3 separate regions of the Mus musculus genome follow, and regions 1 and 2 are each linked to region 3. A link is a contact called in public promoter capture Hi-C data. All regions are on one chromosome and are shown on one strand. Each heading gives the region's core, a stretch centred on a gene start, on an enhancer-like site or on the middle of the called end of the contact. The rest is flanking DNA. Distances are from core to core; before and after follow the strand shown. Region 1 holds the start of Cdk19 (cyclin-dependent kinase 19). Region 2 holds the start of Mfsd4b1 (major facilitator superfamily domain containing 4B1). Region 3 holds the start of Afg1l (AFG1 like ATPase).

Evidence for each region. Promoter capture Hi-C pulls out the DNA fragments that hold promoters and counts their contacts. Capture Hi-C pulls out chosen DNA fragments and counts their contacts.
Region 1: a contact with region 3 is called in a promoter capture Hi-C map of adipose tissue, with 3 times the contacts expected there. The contact joins the promoter of Cdk19 here to the promoter of Afg1l in region 3. A contact is called at or near these places in 3 of 39 promoter capture datasets (erythroid cells and liver) and 2 of 9 other capture datasets (adipose tissue and liver).
Region 2: a promoter capture Hi-C map of liver shows a contact between it and region 3, with 3 times the contacts expected there. The contact joins the promoter of Mfsd4b1 here to the promoter of Afg1l in region 3.

The regions. Positions count from the first base shown.
Region 1 is chr10:40,346,864-40,351,226 of GRCm38.p6, reverse strand. It overlaps Cdk19 (cyclin-dependent kinase 19), which reads right to left and starts at 1,919. Exons shown (of 13, transcript NM_001168304.1): 1 at 1,506-1,919. The coding sequence starts at 1,633.
Region 2 is chr10:40,023,169-40,027,306 of GRCm38.p6, reverse strand. It overlaps Mfsd4b1 (major facilitator superfamily domain containing 4B1), which reads left to right and starts at 2,039. Exons shown (of 4, transcript NM_144821.4): 1 at 2,039-2,414. The coding sequence starts at 2,391.
Region 3 is chr10:42,476,443-42,480,765 of GRCm38.p6, reverse strand. It overlaps Afg1l (AFG1 like ATPase), which reads left to right and starts at 2,201. Exons shown (of 13, transcript NM_145743.2): 1 at 2,201-2,503. The coding sequence starts at 2,365.

The DNA.
Region 1 (4,363 bases), core at 670-3,169, 2.1 Mb after region 3:
AGCTTGGCCTAGACAGGTCTACCTGCAATAGCGATTAACCATCATCCTTGAGTTCTGGACAGTACCTGTAACTTTCCAGGTACTGAGTATGAGACACTTGGTACGACTGTGCTCTGGCTTTCTTCTTAGAAAAGTAGCTCGAGCACTGCTTACTTTGATGCGGGAGCGCCTCACCAACATTATCAAATCACAGCACTGGGAAGGAGGGGCCCCAAGGAGCACTTTAAATCTGAGGTATGGTGATAATCCGGCTTATCAAAAATGCCCCATCACAATCCTTAAGTCTCCCTTTTGTATAGTCTGACAATCGTTTGAGTCTAAGTTACAGAACCTAAGGGAAAGGAATTCCTTCCAGAAAGGAGCCAAGGTGACAACTGGCTTTAAACTCACCATTCCCAGGCCTGAAGTTTGGTTCCACCGGGCCAGCTCTTACAAGCCAGTCTGACCACCGGCCCGAAGGGGACATTCTCGATGCTTTATCAACTTGTCTTTTACTGATATAACAATCCATAAAGACTTCCCAAGAGATTCCTACAGATCCCCTCAACTAAGGAAACGGCAATCCAGGCTCAAGCCTGTCACTCCGTTTTCTGTTCTTGGTGGTCTAGGTTCTCAATAAACACTACCAAAGCTCACAGCCATTTGACAGAGGCTAAGAACTTGAAGAAATCAAGATTTCTTCCTGAAGAAAAGAGAAATGGACCAGGTTTGGTGGCATACGCCTTTAATGATAGTACCTGATTAGCAGAGGCAGGCGAATCTCTCCGTTCCAGGCCAAGCAGGGCGCACAGATACCCTATCTTAAAGGGGGTTGGGGGGAATTAGATAGCCAAGATATATCTTATACCTAAGATAGCCAAGAGGCAGGAAAGATAAGCAACCAGAGAACACTTAAATCTTGTAATATACAATTTATCTCTCTCCAGGGTCCACCTTCAGAGTGCTGAATTCAGAATATTAAAATGTGGGAATCGGGAGCAGGATCGGGAAGTCCCCAGGTAAACATCAGAGATGAAGTCTGGGTTGGCAAGGAAGTCAGACCCAAGGGGCCAGCCAGGACCCCAAGCGCTGCGCCACCAGACAGGAGGCGCCCCCGCGAGCTTTCAAACCGCCGCCCCGGGAAGGCGCTGCGCCGATTGGAAGTTCCACCACTACCGTCACCAGCACAGGGCCAAACCGGTAACTCTTCAGCCAAGCCCTCCGGAGGGTCCCCGGGGACCAGACCCCTAAACTCCACCTCCAGGCGCGGTCTCCACCCGCCGCCCGCTGTTAATCACGCAGCCGCGACTCCAGGCGGGACCGACGCCCCCGACGGGGCTGCGCCGTACGACTTCGAGGGGCGCGACCGGCCAGCGGGGGGCGGCAGCACCAGTGCCTCCGAGTTAGCCCCGGGACGTCGCTCTGCGACCCACGCCGCCTCGTCCCGGGAGCTCCGACCCACCCAGCCCTCCGGGGCTCCGCAGCGGAGGGGACGGGACGAGCCCACTCCCCGCTCGCGCTCTTACCCATCTTTCCGCCTCGCCTTGTAGACATGCCCGTAGGTGCCGCGTCCCACTTTGCACCCTTCGTACTCAAACAGATCCTCCACCCGCTCCCGCTCCGCCGCCAGCTTCGCCTTGAAATCATAATCCATTGTCTGCTTCCCCCATAGAGAAACCGGGACGCGGGGGCCGCCGCCACTCAGTCCCTCCTCCACCGCCGCCGCTCCACTTCTCCAACAGCCGTCGCTCGGGCGCGCGCGCGCCGCCCGCCGCTCCGCGGTCCGCCTTCAGCAAGGGACTCCTCGGCGGCCGCGGCAGCCACCTCCTCCGCCTCCTCCTCCTCCGCGGCGGCGGCGGCGGCTCCCGCAGGCATCTACAGTCCCGCCTCCTCCCTTCATTTCCTTGTTTTGGAACCTGGTGGGCCGCGCCGCGGCTTTCTCGAACTCATTAAGGAACCAAGCGTCCCGCCCCAAGGTCGCGAGCCATTCTGGGAAATGTAGTTCAAGAGGGCTCGTGAGTTGTGCTACCTCCTCGGGAGCGGGGAATACAGTTCCCAGAGTTCCTGGGGCCTTTTGGGCCACGCCTCCACAAGGCATGTACGCCTGCGCTCTGCCGCCGCCCCACCCCCTCAGCGCGCGACTGCTGTTCCTGTAAACTGTAGCGCAAAGTTGCAGCGGGATTTTTGCGAGCCCGTGGGAGCTGGCGGGAAGGACACCTTTGCTGAGCTAGGAAGTAGATACCCGGCCCTGACTGTCATTAGGCTAGAAAAGCGGGAAGCACCTCACGAGAGCCTTGCTCTAGAGCTCATTCCGGCGCATCCGGAGCTTAGGACTGGGGTTTAGACAGTTGTACTACACATTGTTTGTTTTCTTGGGCAATTGATCCTCTGGTTGCCCCGCCCCTTGCCTCGGCTTATTGGCAGAGACTGAAGAGTGACGTCCGCTTTGGTGCCTGGTTATCTCCGGCTTTGGCTGTTTTCCCGCTCTTGATTGGTAATTGGATGTGCTCGGTTCTTCCTGATAGGTTAATCTTCTTTCTTTACGATGCAAAAACCGTATTTCAAAACCTGAAGATTCAGCGGTTTCCCAGCTCTTGCTAGGGGAACCGTGTAACTTCTACGGCCCACAGCCAATCATCTTTTTCTTGGCGCTCTAGTCGGTTTTATCCTAACATATGCGGGTGCGGTAGCCTAGCTTTAGCCATCTGTCTGAGAACAATTAAAGCGCTTGGAAGATTGCAAAAATGCAGCGTTTTAAAAACAATCGTTTTTGCTGGGTAGTAAAGCGTGTTTTACAGTAATGGCGAGGCTCACCTAGGGGTTTAAGGTATTTATCTTGCTCATGACGTTGATTCGTTATGGTGTCTGAGGCTCAGAACCCATCACCTCAAAGTAGTACTGTAAGAACTTAGAAAGTGCCTTACTAAAAATGTGACCCACTGCATATTGATGGCTTTTAAACCGAAAAGAAATTGAGATCCATTCGACACGCGCGTTTCAGCTCTCTTCCACTACCTAAAATAAAAGGCAGCATTTTATAACAAGATTAAATTTAAAAGGGAAATTTGATAAGGTGTCTGTGTCAAAAAGGCAGCTAAGCTATCCATAGACAACATTATTGCTGGGGAGACCATCTAAACAAAGAATCGACTTGTTATTTCCTCTTTATTTCCTTCCCTCTCCTTCATTTATCTCCAATACCTACTAAAACTTCCAATTCTTGTTCCTCTCTGTATGTCATGAGCTTCAATCATCAGGCCTTTCGATTTCATTGTGTAGGACTCCCGTGCGTACATCTATAATATGAACTGTAAGGCACAAGGCACAGTGATAAAATCGGCAGGATGACTGTTAGGCTAGGTGGGTAGCCGTCATGAAGAAAGCACCATGAGCTTAAATGTAAAGAACGAACAGGGCCTTGAGGAAGTGAGAGAACAGAGACCATAAAGCTGCAGGCAGGACAGCCTGCGCCCCGGTCACAAAATGATACATTAGGAGAAAGCAACCAGTTTGAGTCCTGCAAGATTAAGCTAGAAAGAAGGAATGGATAAGACAAGCAAATAAGGAGGTGTCAAACTGTGAGTCATGCTCGTTGGTTTTATGTTTCACTGTTCTGTAAGTAGTAAGTTCTTCACGAGCTGGAGAGATGGCTCAGTGGTTAAAAGCACCAGCTGAAGGTCCTGAGTTCAAATCCCAGCAACCACATGGTGGCTCACAACCATCCGTAATGAGATCTGACGCCCTCTTCTGTTGAGTCTGAAGACAGCTACAGTGTACTTAGATACAACAATAAGTAAATCTTTAGGCCAAACTAAGTAGGGCTGGAGCAAGCAGGGTCAGCCGGAGGGAGCAGAGGTCCTGAATTCAAATTCCCGGCAAGCATATGATGGCTACAGTGTGCTCATATACATTAAATAAGTAAATCATCAGTACAGCTACAATGTGCTCATATACATTAAATAAATAAAACTTTTTTTTTTTTTAAGTTTGTTAGTCTGTTTCAGGATCACACTAACCCATCAAACTCAGGCTCCTCCTGCCTAAGACTCACAAGCTCTGCAGTTACAAGTAGGTGCCACTACACTGCTTATCAAACACATTTGAGCTAAGAAGAAATGTAATCAGTCTGTGTATTTAAAAAAAAAAAAATCCTTCTGCCTGGGAGGCAGAGGCAGTTGGATTTCTGAGTTCAAGGCCAGCCTGGTCTACAGAGTGAGTTCCAGGACAGCCAGGGCTACACAAAGAAACCCTGTCTCGAGAAAGAAAAAAAAAAAAAAAAAAAAAACTCCTCTGACAATATAGTTCAGTTCACAGTAGGGGGAAGTACCAATGAAGGAGCTACTGCTTTAACACCGGTAAAAAAAAACAAAAAACACAACCCATG
Region 2 (4,138 bases), core at 790-3,289, 2.5 Mb after region 3:
ACAGACCAGAGGTATCAGGGAGTCCCAGCTCAGGGTGGACTGTTGGGAGAGGGACAGTGGAGTGTGAGGGTGAGCTATCTTTAGAATGATTTTTAAAAAAGACAGAAGACTCTGAATTAGAGATTTTTAAAAACCTGAATTTTAAGAGTCTATGTTTATATTTATCTATAAGAGACTGATAACTTTCAATCCTAAATCTGATACTGTGAGTTATAATTCTCAAGTTAGGCTTTATGAGTAAGTTAGAATCAGTTTGTTTTCACTTAAAAATTATTTTATCCTGCTTAGGGCCAGTGTAGAGGAATTTTAATCCAGCAACATGGCTGCTCTGGCCAGAGATCACATTAGCTTAGGAAAGGAAAAGAACAGGTCTGTGTGAATTGCCTGGAGGACACACTTTTAATCCCTCTGACCGGAATACAAACCTGTCTTTAGTGCACACCTTTAATCCCAATCAATGACATCTACTTGAGGGACAGACAAAGTGATGAATCAGAGAAAGAGTTGACAGAATGAGCCAGAGATAGGATGCACCCAACTGACAGGAAAGGAGCATCGAAGAGACTGGGGCTGGGCCAGAGGGAGTGAATCAGCTTAGTCCGTTCAACTCCTGCAGTGCAGTTGAGTTCAGCAGAGTTCATTCATGAGTTCCGTTCCATTTGTGCAGTGCATGCAGGCCAGCAGAGCCAGAAAATAAGGAGCCAGAAGATTAGAACAAATTGCCAAATTGTTAGAGGCCAAGCAGAGCGAATCAGTGGGAAGCTGAGAGAAGCCAGATTGAATCAGTCAGCTTGGAGAGGAGTTTGAGCCAGAAGAGCTGAGTTGAACCAGCCAGCCAGAGTTCAGAAAGAACTGGAAAGGGTGAGTTTATGCAGCAGCAAATCTAAAGCATTCTAGATTAGATTGTATCTAGGCTAAAAGTTTCCAGGCCTAGGGCTAGGGATACATAGAACAGAGAACGGAAATCCGTGGGCTCAGCCCAAGCTGTGTATTCGCACAGCTGTGTATGGCTCTCTTTTCATCCCATCCCATCATGAGGAAATAAATGTTTCTTTTACAGGCCAGTAACATTTTGTCTTTTTGTCGTATTTTTTATTTTCCTGATTTTCTCAGTGACCTGAGTGGTCAGCATGTTCTGGTATGTCAATATCTACTAGATTAAATGACATCACAGATTACAAACTTTTAGCCTTTTTAAAATGCCATTAAACATAATGACTTGTTCTGTAATTAAAATTAAAATTTATCAGATAATAAGCAACCTTTAACAGAAGTCAGGTTTTCTCCAAGTGGATAATTTACAGGAACATGGTTGATTTTGTTTGTTTGTTTTAAACAAAACAAAACATTCTTCCAGCTTTCTTCTTGACCATCTTATGAAAGAATGTTTTTCTCGGTATAAGTGATCAGTAATACAGAGATCAAGGAGGTTTTCAGGTGGAAAGAGCATTTTTCAGATAGATGATAAAGTTACATTGTTGTGTAACTTGAGTATAGCAAACGGAACAAATCCCGACAGCTGTACAGCCTTTCTCAGGCATTGCCAGGCTCTAATCATTTGTGGAAATTTGAACTGCCGTGCTTTTGAAACCACAAATTTGAACCCACACATGTGTCTTGAGCTATTTGGCCGTTGACTAGGCCCGTGATTGCTGACTGATCTTGGGGAACTGTATGTTCTCTCTGTGCTTGGATTCTCTCTGGACACCCGGGCTAAGGTGAGAAAGGAGCGTGGGGAGGATTGATGTGGCTCCAGGAGCCTATTCCGGAGCTTCAGCAGGTATCACTAGCCTGAAAGTTGAATAAAAGACCTGGAAAGCTCAGGTGTGGACGGAGGGTAGGGGTGGGGCGTGTAAAGACGACCTCCCAGCTAGCACTGGCGTGTTCCCTCAAGAGTTAGCAGCACACTTTATAGAAGCAGTAGCTAGGCTGCAGTAGCAGCTCTAACACGCGCTGAGCTCCGTTTCCTAGGCAACCACCATGACTTCCGGTTTGACTCCAGGTTGGCTAGTGGCCTGACTCTGTCACGGGAACCGCCACGATTCTGCAAGATGGAGAGTGAACATAACTCGGTGGCCAGCTGGGGCCAGGGTCGAAGTCCAGCCGCCGGAGGTCTTGAGTCAGGACGGTCCCTGGGGACAGTGCTATCAGGAGGGACCTCGGAGACTGGAGGAGCCTGAGTGCCGAGCCCCAGAGGGTGCACCGGCCCCCAGTAGCTCTCCGCAGCCGCCAAGCTGGAGCTGGACGTGAAGACCGGGAGCGTCGGGCCGGTGGCTGCGGCACAGAGGCTCCACCAGGCGGAGACCCGGGCGGAGAGCGAGCAGGCCACGGTGGCTTCCCGGCGGAGTGGCCGGACCAGGAGCGTGCTGCGCTGGTTCTCCACCGCGGTCATGTATGCCGCCTTCCTGGGGCTGGTGAGAGCCGAGGCTGCACCCCTCCCAGGCTGGGGCGCGAGCCTCCTGCAGGGGACCTGCCCTTCCCAGCTGGACTCTCACATTCGCTGCCTGCATGTTGTGTGACCTTGATCGCTGGGGCTTCAGTTTCATCCGCTTAACACATAGGCACTATTCTAATCACCGAGGGTCACTGTCAAGAGCGCGGGTGATTTTTGCCTAACATGATTTCCCCCTACAATCTATCTTTGTAGGGCTCCTCTTAGTACTAGGGAGACAAAAAAAGAGAATGCCAGGATCTGTAGCCACTGTCCCCTACACCTTAATTATTATACAGAGAAATACTTGGCTGGGGTGGGGGCTCTCTTTCTAGTGGCTTGATTAAATTACACCAACTGCTTGATTTTTACAGATTTTACAGATATAATGGCAAGAGCAAAATGACTTTTTCTTGTTCATACAAATGTTTAAGCGGTTGAGTCAAGCGCAGCCCTTACTCTGGTACAGCCCTCTTCAAACTAACTTCCATTGTATAAGTGATTTTCATGGAGCAAAGTACAAGGCTGTATGCGCTTTTTACAGATCCTGGAGCTACCCCCAATTCAGTGTTTGTGGCAAAGCTCCCCATTCCCTATCACTTCATGGTTGTAGGCCAACAGGGTCGAGAGGGTGAGTCCCCAGAGGAGAATAGCTTACTCTCTTCTAGACTCTGAGCCACACTCATTTCTTAGATTGTACTAATGGGACGGGATAAAGAAATCCCTGCAGATGCTTACTGAGCGCTCGCTCCCTGGGCTGGGTTTTGAGTCTTTGGAAGACGTGAAGTGTTTTCACTCTTCGTGTGTGAGCTACTTATTGCGAACCTGCGCTCACTCTGGTTCGTACCAATGCTGTCTAGGTAAGGTGCACAATTAACTTTGGAGCACAATGGTACAATTAGAATCGGTAGTTCTTGAAATGTAAGTCAATTAGAAGCTTTAGTTAAGGGATTTCTTCTAAGTTCCAATTTATTAGCCTGTAGGTCTTGTTACTCCTATTAAAAAGAAAAAGCTGGAAAAGTTCATTTTTGCTTCTTCTTTATACAAAGTGATGTTGCAGGAACATCTGAGTCAGGACTTAAAGACAGAACAAGAAAGTCAAGTTCAGAAGGAGCAGATTTTGATAGTAGGTCAGTTATCACTGTTGCCCATTTCTGGGCAGTGGCAGCCTAGTGGGCTGAGTGCCTGTCTGCTCAGTCCCTTTCTCCTGAACTTTGTCTTAGTTTGTAGTTTGTTGACGTTAAGGTCAGTTACAGTGTCCTACCCAAGAGTCTCTTTCTATTTGGTCCATTTGTGGAATTGAAAATGTCAATGGCAGGTTATTTTTCATAGTTCTTTAAGCTTTCCTCATGTTTTGTTACATAAGTTTCTATGGGTACAGAAAAACATTCATGACTCTTGAGGTAATACAGTATACCCGGAGTCAGTTACGATAGCCCCTAAGAGGATAGTGCCAAGACACTGAAATGGACCAAGATCAAACAATACACTTCATGCAATAGGTGCTCAATAAACTTAGACTCCCATTGGTCTTGGCTGGTATGACGGTGGTTAAGGTCCACAATGGCTGTAAGAGTGATTGCTGATGTAAAGAAGTGTCCAAGTTTGGCATGGTGACACACACCTGCAATCCCAGCACATAGGAAGTGAGGTAGAAGAATTAGGGTTTAGGACCATCCTCAGCTATATAGAGAGTTTGAGGCCACC
Region 3 (4,323 bases), core at 952-3,451:
GAAATTATAATTTTATATAAGACGAGAATATAAAATTGGGAGTGCTGTGTGAGACTTATTTATTTATTTCAGTTCTGGGTAGTGGAAGACCTTTTTAAAAAAACCAGCTTGTGAGCAGGAGAGACAGCGGAACAGTTAAGAGCACATGGACTGCTCTGTCAAGAGGACCTGGGTTCAACTCCCAATACACATGCAGAGGCTCGCAACCATCCATCTTCAGTTCCAGGAGATTTGGTGCCTTCTTCCAGTCTCCTTAGGTACTAGGCACACATGTGATACATAGCTATGTATGCTGGCAAAACACTCATAAACCTAAAAAAAATTTAAAAACAGGTTGCTTCAGCCAGGCAGCGAGCGGGGCGGCACACTTTTTCTATCCTAGCACTCAGGAGGCAGAGGTAGGCAGATCTCTTTGAGTTCAAGGCCAGCCTGGTCTATGGAGCTAGAGTTCCAAGACTGGATGTGTACATCAGCAGATACGGTTGTTCTGGTCAGAGCTTGGAGAGGGAAGAAGGGAGGGAGGGAGGGAGGGGGGAGAGAGAGAGAGAGAGAGAGAGAGAGAGAGAGAGAGAGAGAGATCCAAATCCATCTTTGAGATCCTGACTGGAAGCTTGGGTTTAAGTCGTAGGAAAGAGGTACAACAACTCAGCCGTCCAGGTCAGGTGTGACCTGTGCATCACTGGCCCACCATTGCCCAGCTCCAGTGTGTCCTACAAGCTGGTTCTGCACTGTCTGAACCGTGTGACGTCACTTCCGGGAGCCCAGCTTCTCCCTTTTCTGGTTGGCACCAGGCTTCAACCTTTTCCTTGTCCCAGCGTGGGATTCTTGGGAGCAGTTTGATTTCTTAGGGCCATTGTTTCAGTAGTGCAATAGCCAAAGGGAAAGAAGACACAAGTGTCTCTTTAGACTATCTTCAGTCCCATCGGGGTGGGTACATACTTTGACATATTAGCAGAGAAAAGGCTTGAAGTTACTCTGCCATACTACACCTTCCATTTCCTGTTTCTTCAGAATTCCTCTTCTGGTGACCACAATTTGGTTTCCTGGAATTCTTCTTAGTGTTCTCTTTTTTGGTCACACAATTGAAACTTTGTTTCCTCCTTCCTAGGAATGCTAGACTTTCTTGTTTTCCATAATTCCCAGCTAAATGTTCAGGTCTTTTAGATATGATCCACGGTTGAAGGGTTTACTTTTTTGTTGTTGTTGTTGTTGTTTTATTTATTTTTAAGGATGTAACTATGTAGTTGGACTTCTAACCCTGCTGTCTACATTTCCCAAATGCTAGGATTGCTGTTTGTGCTTTTTCTTCCCAGACTGGTGAATCTTGGGCTTCCTGCTAACTAGGCAAACACTCTATCAGCTGAACACCACCCGACAACCCCTGGGAAGGTCTTTGTCTTTTGTTAAAAGTTAATCTTGTATGGACTAGAGAAGTGGCTCAACTGTTTAAATAATGTGTAACTTATGCAGCCGACAAGGGTTTGGTTCGTAGCACCCACGTTGAGTGGCCCACAGCTGCCTTTAATCTCAGCCAGCTCTGGGGGGATCAATGCCCACTTCTGGCCTCCAGAAGAATCGCTTTCAATATAGGACACACACACCTAGACAAAAATATAATCTCCGTACTCCTCCACAACAGTGCTCTCTCCTTGATCCCACTATTGTCTTTAGCTGCAGCGTTCATCTAGCCAAAGGGTCGCCAGCCTCAAATGAGGGCAGTCGCAAATTCAAGTGGTCACACCATCCCATGACTGCCACATCCACCAGCTGTCAGTCTGGGCCCTTTGGCTTTCCTGTCCCACTTATAAGCTTCTTCAAAGCATGAAAACATGTGCTATATAGAAGATAATTTCTATTACTCAACAGCTCAAACAGAAAGTGGCAGAAACACATTTCAGGTACCCTTCAGAGACACGTTGGACACCGAAAGAAAAGTAAATTGAGGCTATATTATAGCAGATTGGACGAGGTATAATATATACCTCTTGGTCACCTTCATATTATGCGGTCTTAGAAGGTTCACGATTATTACTACAAGCTACAATTGGTTTCTCAGGCCTGGAGAACTAGGGTTTCAGTGGGGGCGGGGTGGAGAGTTGGTTCTAGCCGCCTCTCAGCGGGGTGGGGCGCACCCGCGACTGTCAGGACACGCCCCCTCAAGGCGCGAGGCCTCTCGGGACTTGTAGTCCCAAGGCCCACCGGAAGGCGTGAAGGGCAGGCGTTGCAGCCTTTCTAAGCTTGAGGTCATCTCTCTTTAACGCTCTCTCATTTTCAGGCGTGGCCTCCTGGAGCGCCACAGCACCCGGCTGCTCCGTCGCGTCTTCTGGGTTACAATAAAGTTTTCCTCCCTGTACGGAGCTCAAGATGGCGGCCTCCTGGTCGCCCTTGGTTACTCTGCGCTCCGCCGCGCGCAGCCGGCTGACTGGGAGAGGTGTTGGGTGCGGGGCGCGGGTCGTCGCAATCCCTCCTCCGGCCCCTGGCCCTGGGAAACCCCTGTGGAAAGGTCAGTGACCGTGTCACGAGCGGGCCGCGCAAGGCCCTGGGGTCACCCCACTGTCTGATCCCTCCCAGCTGCACCCGTGGCTTCACAAGTTGTAAGGATCCTAGAGACGAGTTCGTGTCTATTGACCTTTTGCATCTCGTTGCCCCAAAGAGCGCTGAGCGCCTCAGGCAGCTGCCCAGAGTAACTTCCATTTGAGGGTCAGAGGCCAACCCAGTTCTTCCCCAGGTAACCCAGGCCTGGAGAGGGCAGGTGTGCAAGAGCCCGGCTTGGAGGGATGGGGGTAAGCAAGATGGGGTTGGTGTGTGGGGAGCCTTTCACCCCAACCCATCTGGGCTCTTAAGGCTGGTGATGGACTTAATGGTCATGTCAGTCAGGGACCCTATGCCCCCTCCCCGCCCATTTTCTCGATGCAGTCTTAAATTCCTAGGGCATCACTTTGTCTGTTTGTCTGTCATTTATCTGTTTTGCCCCTGACCTTCGATTCTTTCGTTCTACTGTCATGTGTCTGTGAATGAGTGGTTAGCCAAATTACAATCACGTGGTCTCACTGTGTGGTACAGGCTGGCCACGAACTTGAGAACCTCCTGCTGCTCTTTCCCAGAAGTGCTAATTTTACCTCTCTTCACTGGACTGGTTTCTCAAAAGACAGCAAACCCTGTGTCCTTATTTCCTTGGCACGTAGGATGGTGATTGGTGTCTGATGAGCAGATATTTTCAAATGAACGACGTTATTCTCATGGTCTTCCTCAGTCACCTTTCCTCATCTCCAAGAGCTTCTTTATATACCTTCAAAATCGGATATAATTTAACAGAGTATATATATGCAAATGCCGATTCTCATCGTCTCAAGATAGGTTTTTTTCCCCCCTCAGTCATTGAAATAAATACCAGACTGTGAGCTTTACATGGCCCACTTAGCAAAGGGCCTTGCTATCAAGCCTGAGTTCAATCCCTAGGACCCATATGGCAGAGGGGAAGTACCAACACCCACCACTTGTCCTCTCTTGCGCGCGCGCACGCGCACACACACACACACACACACACACACAAAATAAGTAAAGTAAAAAATATTCCTTTCTATTTTATAAACAAGAGAAATGCTGAAGTATAAATCTCATTAATTGAGTCTGGATTACAGTTTCTGCCCCTTTCTTTACTCCCCCCCCCCACACCCGCCATCAAGAAATAACCCCAGGAGGGTTATTTCTTTTTCCCCTCTTGTTTGAAGTTTCATTTACAAAGCTGGCTTAAACAAAGGCAGGAAGGAAGCCTTGGGAGAGACCATGAGGACAGGAAGGGCAGGATTTGGCTTGATTTTCAGCAGTACTGTGCTTTGAACCCAAGGTCTCCTGTGCACTAGGCCACCCTTCTGCCACAGAGCTATAGGTTCAGTTCTTTTTTTTCTTTTCTTTTTTTTTAGTTTTTTGAGACAGGGTTTCTCTGTATAGCCCTGGCTGTCCTGGAACTCACTTTGTAGACCAGGCTGGCCTCGAACTCAGAAATCCTCCTGCCTCTGCCTCCCGAGTGCTGAGATTAAAGGCGTGTGCCACCACCAGGCCAGTTTTAACCCTCTTAATAGTTAAGGGAAAGCCTTTTCTCAGACAGCAAAGGGGCCCTCTGTTCCAGGGCTCAGGTGCTGATCCTGAGGCTAGACTATCACAGCAGATTTGAGACTGGCTTGTGCTACATAGTGAGTTCAGGTCTAACAACAACCAAGAAATCATATTAGCCAGTGGTGTGTAGGTAGAAACGTGACAACATTGTTAATTCATATGAAGTCTTAAACTAAATGTAAGGAGTTATATGAATGAGTTGGGCCC